Linked DNA regions of Mus musculus: region 1 is linked to region 2. The links are chromatin contacts, called in public Hi-C maps. All regions are on one chromosome and are shown on one strand. The core of a region is the stretch at or near the end of the contact, and the rest is flanking DNA. Distances in the headings are between cores, read along the strand shown.

Region 1 (6,337 bases), core at 2,099-4,598, 400 kb before region 2:
TGAAGTATGTTTTAAATTAAATTACAAAACATTGTGGCTGGGTATTTTGTTGTTGTTGTTGTCTATTCAAAAATGCTATTTTAATAAAATGTAACCACTATCCTGTTGTAATGTTCAAGACATGAAATATGTTTATTTTTCTAAGAACTGCTAGAAACTGAGACAAAACCCAGAATTTCTTTGTCACTAAATGAGCCTCAAAGGAAAACCTCTTGCATATTTGAAGCAGGGTGCCCAGACTGTGGTGTTTCACAGGCCTAATAGGTAACAAGAATTTAAAGCTGGGCGACATACTTTCCCCAGATGTGATGGCACAGAGCAGTTATTGTTGCTATACTAACTACGTTCTAGAGTACCTCATAAGAAAACCTAGCAATGTGGTTGTGTGTGGCAATAATAGTGGTTTAACTTGGCTGAAGATCCCCCCACTCTCAATGAAAAGCCATCTATGGCTTCAAGACTAATCCCTTGACAGTGCAAACCAGATGAACTTCTTTGTAAGGATCTTGATGTATCCACTCCTTCCTTTAAACTTCAGAGTGTTTAAGGAAAACTTCTGTGTGAAGGAAGTAAAGAAAAATGCAGGAAGATTTGGTGAGATTTTACCATGTTCCTGATGTCCCCAACCTGTTTAGAATACCAGGGTATGAACAGAACTGTAGGTGGCTTTTGCTTTCATTTCACATCTTAACCCAGTGTCTGCTGTAGAAGATCAAGAGAGGGTTGTGAAGCTTCCGGAAAGGCAGAACTCAAGGAGGGGCTGGAAGATGACTGGGAAGTTCAAAGTATGTCTTGCTTTTCTAGGGGGCCACAGTTTAGCTCCCAGTATCTATGAGGGGAAGCACACACACTGCACATGCACACACACACAAAGAAAATAAAAATCTCATTTAATAAAAGGAATGCAAGGACCTTGGAACTGTCTTTTATAGGAAGTTGGGCCACACATTGCATTTTAAAATCTGCAAAAGAAAAAAAAAAAGAAAGAGAAGAGAAGAGAAGAGAAGAGAAGAGAAGAGAGAGGGAGGGAAGAAAGGAGAGAGGGGAAGGAGGAGGGGGAGGGGGAAAGGGAGAGAGAAATTTCAAATATCTTGCTTTAAAAATATATAGTAAATAGTAAATATTGTGGATGCTTCTGCAAGTCTGGCCAGGTTTTCCTCACCAGACCCCGACTCTCACAGCTGCCCTGCTCATGTCCTGTTCTTTGTCCCCTAAACTGCCAGGGTCTGGGAGAACCAATAATCTTTCAAAAATTGTACATGAGGGCCGAGAAGGAGCTTTACTCCCAGAAAGAAAACGACAACAACCATTTCACGCTCTCAAAGACCTCTGTAACATTCTGGCTCCTGCTACATAGAAAGCCTAATTGTCTTTGAGTTGTTATCTCGGTGGAATATTTTGTTGAAAGTCAATGAAACCATTGAAGCTTGATTTTTGCAATGAGGTGGAACAATGCCACTCCAGAGTGGAGTACAAAGGCAGGCTTGGTTTACCTGCCAAGGGCAAACTAGTACAGTGCAGCCCCTACTGCTAATTAGAGAACATGGGGCTCAATGTAGAATCCAGATTGTAAGTTTGATGCTTACAATTACATTGTGTGTGTGTGTGTGTGTGTGTGTTGTGACCTACTATTTTCCCTGCAACTGTAACCTTTGGACATTGCAGTACTTGCTATTTTATTTCTTAGTGGAAGAATCACAATTGTATGCTTTCCTCACAATTTGAAGCATCTTGCTTTCCACTGGTCGTTCACCCAGGACTATGCAGCATTCAAGTGTAATAGATTTGTTTGTCTTGATTGACAGCAATATTGATGCCCACTGATGTCATTTTCTGTTCCCTTCACAACAAATGGCTCAGTCAGTCTTACCACATTTGGGATGTAAAGACCAATAATCTTTCAAGAACTGAATGAGGGCTGAGAAACAGGTTTACATCCAGAAAGAAAAGGACGGCAACCATTCATTCCACGCTCTCAGAGCCCTCCGTACTTTCTAGTCAAGAGAGTCACTGAGAAAGAAATTAACAGCACTGGCCATAAAATTATCTTTCAGATCAGCCTGGATTTTGAAGTTCAGACGAGAATATTATGGTTTTAAGAGGGAACATGTTTAGACGGGTTTTATAGAGCAGCACGTGTTTCCAAGGAATGTAATCCTATCCTAAACTTGCCCCACTAAGAACCAATCCCTCATTATTATGAAGATTTTATATCATAACAGATTTTGACTTGGATTTCCATTAATTTATTTGAAAGATAACATGATGAGTAGTTAAACTTCTCACAAGTCACAGCCATTATTTAGGAAACAAAACCCAGGTTGGCTCTAGTAGTTTGCCATCTTTCCATAAACAGCAGTATTAAGGACAGGCAGATGAGCTGAGGCAAATATAATCATCGAAAGTAGTCTCACGGAAAAAGCAACAGTGTATATAATATATATGTCCTTTTTCCAAAAGCCCCATATTTTCAAGACTATGTAACACAACAGATTTAAAAGTCAAATCAAGAGGTGGGGAGATGACTTAGCCTATCAAGGTATGCAAACACGTGGTCCTAAATTCAGCACACATATAAAATGCCCAGGGAGAGCTTTGTACTCCTGTAATCCCAGCACTAGGGAAGGATAGACAGGAAGATCTCTGCAACTCATTAGCCAGGACGCCTAGCCAACTCAATGAGCTTCAGTTTTAGTAAGAGACCTTGTCTCAGCGATGATGGTGATGATGAAGGTGGAAACAGAACATGTTATCTGTAAGTGTGTTATTTCTCTCATGTTTGGAATCTATATAGGGTGGTGTGTGTGTGTGTGTGTGTGTGTAACATAAAAGCACAGATGGAGCTATGTGGCTGGAGGACGGAGCCAGGGCCTAAAGGGAATAGGAGGAAGGAACAAGGAAATGAAAGGACATTGACAAATGTTACAAGTTTCTCTTCCATATGGAATCTGTCTACCTACCTATGCATTATCTAGCTATCTTCACAAGGGCAGAAAAAAAATGGAAGGAGCCAAGGTAGGGAATGTGAGCAAAGTATACAAGTTTAAAATGCTACAGCGAAACCCATTATTTCCTATCCTAAGTAAACAATTGTTAATAGAATGTGCTGCTGTCTCTGAACACAGCCCAGACCTGAGTAGAGGCCTCAGGAGATCCTCAGCAGCTCACAGTGTTTGGAACACAGATGGCCCTTCACAGTCTGCCTGTCCAGTTCTGACAAATCATCCACCTGGTATCCCCCCCCCCCACTCCTCTCTCCTAAGAGCTTGCTTGCCCCACCTCTGGCACAGAAGTCTCTTTCTCCTGTGGAGCCTCTCCTGGACTTTGTAGGCAGAGGTGGCTACTTCCTCCTCCGCCTTCAATTGCTGCTATCCAAATACATCTCAGGCAGCCAATAATTAGCTTCCACACGGCTCACTTTCTCATCTGACATTTTCTCTGTTGACAGAGATGACGCTTGGCACATCTCAGCTCCAGCGTCTAATCTGTGACCTGGCAGACAGAAGTCATTTTATAAATGCCTGCAGCATGCGGTAGTAATTGAGTCAGGTAGTAATTGAGTCAATGAATAAAACACATGCAAAAAAAAAAAAAAAAAAGAAAGAAAGAAAAAAAGTTTTTTTTTTTCAATGTGGGCAAAATTAAGCTGTTACTATAATTTTTAAATCTGGATTACAAACCCACTGATTCAGCATTTATCACAAGCAGTTGCAATATGAATGGAAGATGAAAGAGAACACACCTGACATAGGTCCTGTCCTGATGAGACTACATCTAGCTCATGCGAATTACAGATACCACACAGAGGCCTCTGTGGAATTCCTCACCATCTTAACCAGGCATAGTTCAAAGGACTTAGAATCAGACCAAGGGGGAAAAACCTTCTACAAGAATGAGGCTATAGACAAAGCCCGGAGACATAACAGTCAAACAATAGCTGTGTATATTTCCAAAGAATCAAGCGAAGCTCTGCATTGCTGCAGTGGGGGTGGGAAGAAGAAAGGGGAAGGAAAGAAATTAGTTGCAGTTGAAGAGGCAGTCAGGTAAGGGGCCCACCAAAGTCTACTCCAGGGCCTTACTCTGAAATAACTGGAGGAATTAAACAGGACTGAGATCTGTGTGGTCAGCAGTCTAGGGAGTTGATGAGGACTTGCCCTGGGGAGAGACAAGGTTAGCTGGAAACATAGTTTGAGGAGAACATGGTTATCACAGCAAGATTTATATTACAATTGCGTTTTAAAAATAAATTTATATTTTAATATAAACACAAAGGTCATCCTTTAAAAGAAACGAAGTAATTTGCAGAAACCAGAATGAAAAGATCATATGAAAAAAGATTCCCATTAAGAGGGTTAGAGAGATGGCTCAGAGGAGCAAGGTTCCATTCGCAGAACCCACATGGCAGTACTTTAACACTTGGAACTCTAGTTCCGGAGATCCAGTGTCCTCTTCTGGCTTCTGAGGATACTGCATGCATGCACTCACTGTCGTGCAAAGCACTCACACACATAAAATTTAAATGAATTTTGAAATCCCATTAAATTATAAGGATCTTTGGCTATTTATTGGTGCAATCAGGATGAATTTGAAAATGGGAAAAACTAAATCCTAAGAGTCCGGACTCAGCCAGGTGCTGAGCTATGCTGATACTATGTGTCCTTGACATCGGGTAATGACAATGTTTCTTTATCTCGATGAGGTTTCTTCCCAACACCCATTACCTCAGTGTAACAATAAGAAGATTCCCCAGGGAAATCCAATAAGGAGTTAACCTAGAAAAATAGTTAACCAATATTTTAAAAAGTTTCAAGGTCATCTAACCAAGAAAAGCCTGAGAACCTGTCAAGTCACAGTCAAGAAAAACTACAGAGAGATAATAATTGTGTTGCGCGCGCTCAACTGGCCAGGAAGAACGACGCTGCTACAGGATCCTTCTGCACACATTTATTCAGTCCTGTTTCTTCTTTCTCCATATATCTCCCTTGTTTATATCTCTCTTGTTTATATCTCCCCTGTTTATATCTCCCCCGAACCCTGGGCCTCTCACTCCTTTTATACTCTCTCTCATCCACGAACCGCAGGCCATGCCCCCTCGCCAGTCACGAGGCTTCAGCTAATCAGGGCAGCCGGGGCAAATCTCCACCAAATTGGATTCACCTGTATCCTGGTACACCTGCGCAGCACTCAAGATGTTTGTGTCTTATATGAGGAAGTCAGGTGCAAGTCATATGACTTAGCTGCAGTCCCTGGCGCCTTTGGGACTGCCGCCACACCCGCTCCCCACATAATTGCACATAATATGGTCTGTATGTAACCTAATTGTTGAATAACTTTCAGGAATAGAACCAGAGCATTAAACAACCCAAGATGCGTACAAAGCAAACATCTACACTGGTTTACAGAGTATAACAAGAAATGTTATACATAAAGCATAGACTGCAGAGATTAACAGGTATACAGTGCCTGGAAATGATACCTGCTTGCTGCCCAGTTTTTCTGTGACTCTAAAACTGTTCTACAATATATAATGTATGTTTTTAGTGTGTGACTTGAGCTGGAAATGGCTCTAGTAAAAAAAAAAAAAGTAGTGTTAGGAAGAAAGGCAGATATGAACTGGAACTTTCCTAAAGGGTTCTAATGCATAAAGATTTCTCCGTTTGCAAAATGGTGAGGTATATATAAGCCTGTTAGTGGAAACTACTTATACATTTCCTAGTATCAAGAATAGCTGGGCAGGCACAAAGATGGCTACATCCATTAATTCTTGTCTCTGTTCTCTGTCTTTAGCTACTGCTCTTCTGTTATACAGATATATCAAGATGAGTGGCCACAACCAATACTTTGAAACACCAGAGCCAAGACTTGTTCTTTTGATTCCAATGACAAGTTATGCAGGATTTAACTGTGCCTGAGACAATGTAACCATAAATGCTTCCCATGTTTCCATAAAAAACAATGGGCTCCAATTTTCAATGGCCACCTCTGTTTTACTTTCAAGGCATTTGTAAATATGACTGAGAGTCTGGGACTCCATAGTGGCCTTACTTCCTGCCCACTGGGTCATACTCGAATCTGTCCCCGTCACCTCCCGGAAGTTTGCATAAATCTCGACTTGTCATGCTGTACACAGTTTAACTGTGGCTTGCTTCTGCACACAGCCTTCTGCGTGGCTGGGATTTATCTTTCTCGCCTTCCCATCCATAGCACTTGAATGCAGAGCTCAAAGCAGAGTCTCAGATGTGATTTTAAAAATGTGGTACGAAGATTTACCCAATTAAATACAAACCATTTGTGTATCTGAGAAAGATCTGAACATACTGGTTTTGATTTGGCCACC
Region 2 (5,880 bases), core at 3,187-5,686:
ATGTACTTTTAGTTACTTTCTATTATGAGTCTTTCATTTAATTAATTATATTTAAATGATATTTGATTTCCCTAGTTTTGTTTTCTTTAACATTGACTTTGAAAAAGCCCAGATTATTGGTTCTATTGACACTTTAGTGGATGTAAGGGTTACTAGGATCGCTTGTCCTGGCCTCTAGACATCCAGATGTGCTGTATTTACATCAGGGTGGGTCTTTCTAATGAGATGCCAGGGGATTCTTCCACACTACCTAATTAGTGGCTTCTTCATGGCATCATTTAGCCTGTTCTTTGGTCCCCTAAATACAAAGTCTAGAATATGTGAAACTGGGTTTTCAGTCAAAAGTTTAATTGGATTCATTTTGGCCATTTCAGATAAAACTGTAAATGGTGCTTTGTACCTCATATTATGACAGGTGGCATGTAATGATGACTGTCCCACTATTAGGCAAAACTGACACCTTAGTTAAAGATGTGACAATCAGAGCTGTCTGTTGCAATGTTTCCATTTAAAAACAGTAAATTCTGAGTGGTTCTTCAGTTTCAGAGGAGAATCTAAGTCTCAATAATTATGCCTTATAATGCGTTTGAGATGGATCAGTTATCCTTGCCTTATCTAATTAATTGCGGGTGATATAGAGATTTCTGCTCAGTCTTTTAATCGGAATTAATGTCATCCCTCTATAAAGAGGATGTGGTGTCTGTATCTTGGGGTATTTCACCACTTATAACCACAGGAGCACTTTAAAAGGCAGGACAACTACTTAATTTGTAATTATCAGTTTTCAAAGCAAGGCACAAATGCCTTTGAGCTGAGCAACTGAGACCGAGTTGCACTTGAGTGAGAATGGACAGTCCTCCACAACACAGCCAAAAGTGATCTCCCAGAGAATCACAACGTAATCAAAATCGTTCCTGAAAGAAAGCAGGGGATTTAGAAGAAAGATTACTGACTGGCACAATCTCAAATCGTCATTACTTTCTGTGAAGAAGCAAAGGCTGGAGGGCTTGGTGTATATGAGCATGTTCATGGCAGGTCAGAGCAGTGTGGGCTGTAGCTGAGTGTGTGGATGGTGTTTAAGAGACTGGCCAGACAGTCAGGGACTTGGAAAAATGATTGACAATGAAGATGAGGTAGGGAACACATCTCCACAACAAAGCACAGAGCTGTCTCTCCTACATAAATGTCTGGCAAAGAGAACTCATTCTAAAGAGAAGATAGCATGCCACTTTCCATTGATGTTGATCTCCATCGTTGCAAAGGAACGTGCAACATAAATGATATCTGTAGAAACAGAGTGGTACTGTGACAGGCATGGGAGAAGCACAGATTTAACAAACACCACTCCTCATCACCAAGACTGACTGAGTACCACCACCCTTAACTGGGAACACAGCAGCAGCCTTGAGTCCTGCATGTGGTACCTTGTCCCAGAGGAACTTGCCAATCACTGGGTAGCATGCTGATTGTGTGGATTACATTGCATCCCCTCCACACTTGTATAAAATCGGTGTTTATCGAGGCAGAATCTAGATGTAGGTTTGTATTCCCATCTCACACCACTCTTTGCAGACCTCCTGAAGGCTCAGCTAAATACACTTGAATCCTTTACAATGCAAGGGGCTCTTTGATATCAAAAGCAGTGATGGGGTTTGGCTAACAATGGATCCAATAGCTTTATCTTGTACCTGTTGTACCACACTGTATTCTAGACAGAAAAAATGTTTGTTGTTTGTTGAACAGAGTTCCCAGCTGTCTGTGTTCTGTAGGTCAAGGGATGTAACTCAGAGCATGGCCTCTCGTGTTCATACCCAGTGATATCTGCTTCCTGCCTCTGTATGACTTTGGATAGTGGTGATTTAGAAGTTTTATCATAAGTATACTGTCCCATGGGTACATGAGAACTATTCAATCTGATCAGACATTTAAAGCCAGTAGGCCACCTTACTAAATCAGATGTCAGTATGTGAACCAATATGTGACTTAAGAAATGAGTTGCTACACTGGAAAGGATATTCCTGACATATTCCTGATTGTCAGAGGAAATACTTTTGCCTAGGAAGAGAGAGGCAAAACACTGATTCTATTCATGGTGTGTTCATGGAGTTGATGTCAGCATGGCAATACAAGTCCGAGGAAGCCTGGCCTCAGCCTTGTGTCTGAATGCTCACAATCATAAGACATGGATGCGTTAGCAACATGCTAATATGTGTCTGACATAACAGCCTCTGTGGGGACAGGATTGCCTTTTATCAGTAAGGCTAGATAGGGCCTAGACAGGTAGGACCAACCATAGCAGATAGAATCCCGAGCAAGTGAAATTTTCTAACAGTTGGTAAGAGGGCATGTAAAATGATCATTATTACTGATAAAAATAATTGCTAACCCAGACCATCTAAGAGGCTACCGGGAAACCCTATGATGAAAAGTGGGAGAATTAGAGATACTTTATGTGCAGAAATCAATAGTTTTGATTTCTGCAACTGATATAAAGTAAGGAGCAGGATGGAGGGAATTATCTTGACAGCAACAACAGAAAAGGTGAAAGAGTACAGCTGTTCAGCATTTACCTGAAAATAGTTAACATGGTACTGAGGGATATAGAAGGATTAATTATGAAGAAATATATGTTTTTTGTGTAAAAGAAATTGAACATCATAAAATTCTTTAAGGTAAACCTATTTTAACGTAATCCTATAAGATACCAGAAGGGTTTATGATGCTAGATAAATTGATTTTAATGATCATGTGGGGTATGGCTCAAGCAAGTATTTAGCACGTGCAAAGCCTTGGGTTCAATTTCCAGCATCCCAAACATCATCAACGACCACAACAAAGTGCTACAGTGACTAAATGAACAGCCCTTCAGCCACACACCGGAGGAGCTACACCTTCAGGATTTTTGTGCATCTGAGGGTAGCATTGAACTCTGGGAAATGGGGGTGGGTTTGTATCTCCCAGGCAAGCTACATGGGGTCCTGAGAACAAACCCTAGGATAGAACATGGGAAAATCCAAGCTATTAATCATGGAAACAAACAGAATCCATGGGAAAAGGCTGATCAGTTAATGAGTGATGCTGGGTCAGGTGGACTGCCAAGTGGAGAAAATATAAAGTCAACTTTTCCTTTTATTTTTTCTACCAGAATAAATTTCAGATAGAATTTTTAAGAATATGCAGTTGAGACCATAAAAGTATTAAAAGAGAAATAGAGGTGTTTAAAGTCCCAAAGGACTTTTAAATATGACATAAGACTCAGAGATCAGAGAATAAATGTGAGAGAAACTCAGTGGTAAGTACTGAGAAACCTCAGCATGAAGGAAATGTCATAAATAAAAATGCAAGGGCAAAGAGACTGTGGAATGTATTTCTCACTATACAACAAGCAATCATGATTTTGCTCCAGGCCAAACTACTGTTATGATGAAAACAACCAGGGAAACACAGAACTCACTTGACAAATATGGCGTGATGTACAAGCTTGCAGAAAAATGGAAGCAACTTTTTAAATATTTTCATAGTCCAACCTTTCTCACTAAATGTTTACTAAATTGAAACTAGAATGAAATAGACATCGTAATCGCATATCCTTTGTCAAAGAGAATCCAACCCAGGTCATCCAACTTGGAGGTGGGAGCTTTAAGTCCTGAGCCATCTCACTAGCCCCGAAATCATCTTTAAAAACCCTGACCAGAAACAAATATGACATATAAAGACTTAGAGTGCATAGGCAGACTGCTTGTGTGTGCCTATGGAAGGATTCCCAGAGCCTTCTCAGTGTTTGCCTCCCAGGAGGGGAGCTAGATGTCCTGGAAAAAGCAGATGAAGATTTTAGGTTCTGTCCCTTGTTTACCTTTTTACTCTGTTTATAGAAGCTTCTCAAACTCACATTTCCACCGAAGCCCTTTGGGGCAAAGGAAAGCATTGCCGTAAGGCCTCCCAGGGATCTGGCTTCAGGTTTGGACAGCATAATCAGCTGACCAGGATGGTCTGTGGAGAGCTCTAGCCTTGGGCAATGTTGCTCCTCAGCTAGTGTTGCCAGAGGCTGAAGAGAGACGTTCTCACATCCAGACTCGTTAGGAGCAGACCTTCTAGCCAGAACTAGAAACAGTGTGACTTCTAGCCCAGCACCAAAGAAGAAAGACTCTTCCTTACTGACCTCATCCTCCCATGATCTGAAGGACTAACCCAGCACTGGTTCCTGCTTCCTACAGCTCCAGACACCCTCACTCTGTCCTCTGGGAAGAATGGCCCACCATCAGCAACGTCTACACTTTCACTTGCCTATCACACACACACACACACACACACACACACACACACACACACACACACACACACACATACACACACAGGATATTTGGACTCACTCCTGCCTTACGAGTGACCCAGCTCTCCTGAGGGCCTACAGCTCCCCCTGCAGTCCTCTAACAGGGTGACCACCTCTATGAACCATTCATTCCTGGAGCTGCTGCTATCTTCTTTCCTCCTCTCTCCTCTCACCCTTAAAAGCTCTCAGCTCTGACTCCAATTCTTCAGGCCTCCAGTTCGCACTGCCTTGTATAAGTGCCGGGGGTGTGGTTGTTGTTGTTGTTTTCCCCTTAAGGACTAAAGCTGCTATTGGCACTTATTCTGTTATACTCTGCTGGGGTGCAATTTGTTATTTTCACACATGTTCTCTTAGTATCTGTGTCAAATCCATCAAAGTCTTTTGAGTCTTTTACTTTATCCACACTCTCCCATAATAAATTTCCTGTGACTGCTGTTGTTTTTGACAAGGTCCCACTATACAGCCCTAGCTGATCCAGACCTCTTTGTATAGTCCAACTGGGCCCTGATCAGTGTAGGTGCCATATACGTTAACATTAGATTTTTCATATATTTTTAAAGTGGAAGAAGTTCTGACACTTTAGATATGACACCAAAGGGGAAAAGTGCCCAAAGGTGGATAGATATGGGAGAAGCAGAGAGATAAACTGTGTATAAGAACTGGTGGCCACATTGTTTCTCTCTGTTTCAGTTTCACTTTTAAAATAGGTGCAAAATCTAATGTTACCATCTATGGCACCCACACTGATGCAAGAACAATCTTATTCTACTCAGAACCTTAGCCAGCAGCACTAATTTTGCCTTCCTGTGGCTCTGCTAAGAACTCCAGCCTCTACACCGAGGCCAGAGTGAGCCTACTTAAAAACCAGAGGTTTTATTACTGCTTTGCTCAAAATTTACCATGTATCTCTTTCTAAGCAGCAAAAAAAAAAAAAAAAAAAAAAAAACAAAGTCCCTAGAAATAACTGGAAAGTTCTGGAAGACCTGACTTTTCCTACCAGGGAGTCACCTTCTCCCTCTTCTTTGCTGTAATTTTGTCTGTAGAATGCCTTCTGGCCAAATCTGAATTCGTTTCTGTGTCCATCCATTAGGATGCCATCTTTGTAAGGACAAGGGCTTCACTCATGGAACCTCAGATCCCCTGCTTCTGCCTGATACACAGCAGGCATGGAGGTGTTGGTGACGAAACTAGGACCATAGAAAATGGAGAAATTAAATTCAGTTTTTATAACGCCAACTGCATGGATACTGTCTGTTTACAAACGAAAAGACCTTCCGGCTAATGTAGATCTCTACACGTGTATGGACAAGGATGGATTTACTTCTGACTCTTGGTACCTGAAGCTTGAAGCCAGCTCCTGGCTCTGGCCTGGTTTAGTGAAAGCAAAGGAGACATTTGCCTGCTCAGTTCCTGGTTAAGAGACAGCAACAGTATTCTCATCAGATGCAGAATCTCACATCTCACAACTTTACAAAGCTGCTTCAGTAGCTTGTAAAGGGTGAAGTTTAGGATTATGTAAATAGCCTAATTGTCATCCGATAAATCAGGGA

Evidence for each region. A called contact is a pair of places that touch in the nucleus more often than the background predicts.
Region 1: a Hi-C map of the N1E-115 cell line shows a contact between it and region 2, with 21 times the contacts expected there. The contact joins two enhancer-like sites. A contact is called at or near these places in 2 of 39 promoter capture datasets (the C10 cell line and embryonic stem cells), 6 of 15 datasets of contacts at CTCF or cohesin (CD8 T cells, the NIH/3T3 cell line, embryonic stem cells and 3 more), 143 of 484 Hi-C or Micro-C datasets (3T3-L1-derived adipocytes, the 63-12 cell line, the AML12 cell line and 74 more), 11 of 115 datasets of contacts at active chromatin or transcription factors (astrocytes, bone marrow-derived dendritic cells, bone marrow-derived macrophages and 4 more) and 4 of 9 other capture datasets (adipose tissue, embryonic stem cells, liver and 1 more).

What each region holds. Positions count from the first base shown.
Region 1 is chr2:79,765,647-79,771,983 of GRCm38.p6, reverse strand. All of the region lies in intron 4 of Ppp1r1c (protein phosphatase 1, regulatory inhibitor subunit 1C), which reads right to left. Among named protein-coding and RNA genes, the nearest start is that of Ppp1r1c, 61 kb to the right of the region's middle. Within about 2 kb of position 3,348, at least 9 of the 459 cell types and tissues checked have an H3K27ac peak or open chromatin away from gene starts, as enhancers often do. A contact at or near this core is called in the AtT-20 cell line, the N1E-115 cell line, cerebellum and 1 more, where this site is marked.
Region 2 is chr2:79,371,142-79,377,021 of GRCm38.p6, reverse strand. The region is part of intron 2 of Cerkl (ceramide kinase-like); the gene reads left to right. Among named protein-coding and RNA genes, the nearest start is that of Gm22606, 26 kb to the right of the region's middle. Within about 2 kb of position 4,436, at least 40 of the 459 cell types and tissues checked have an H3K27ac peak or open chromatin away from gene starts, as enhancers often do. A contact at or near this core is called in the AtT-20 cell line, the N1E-115 cell line, cerebellum and 1 more, where this site is marked.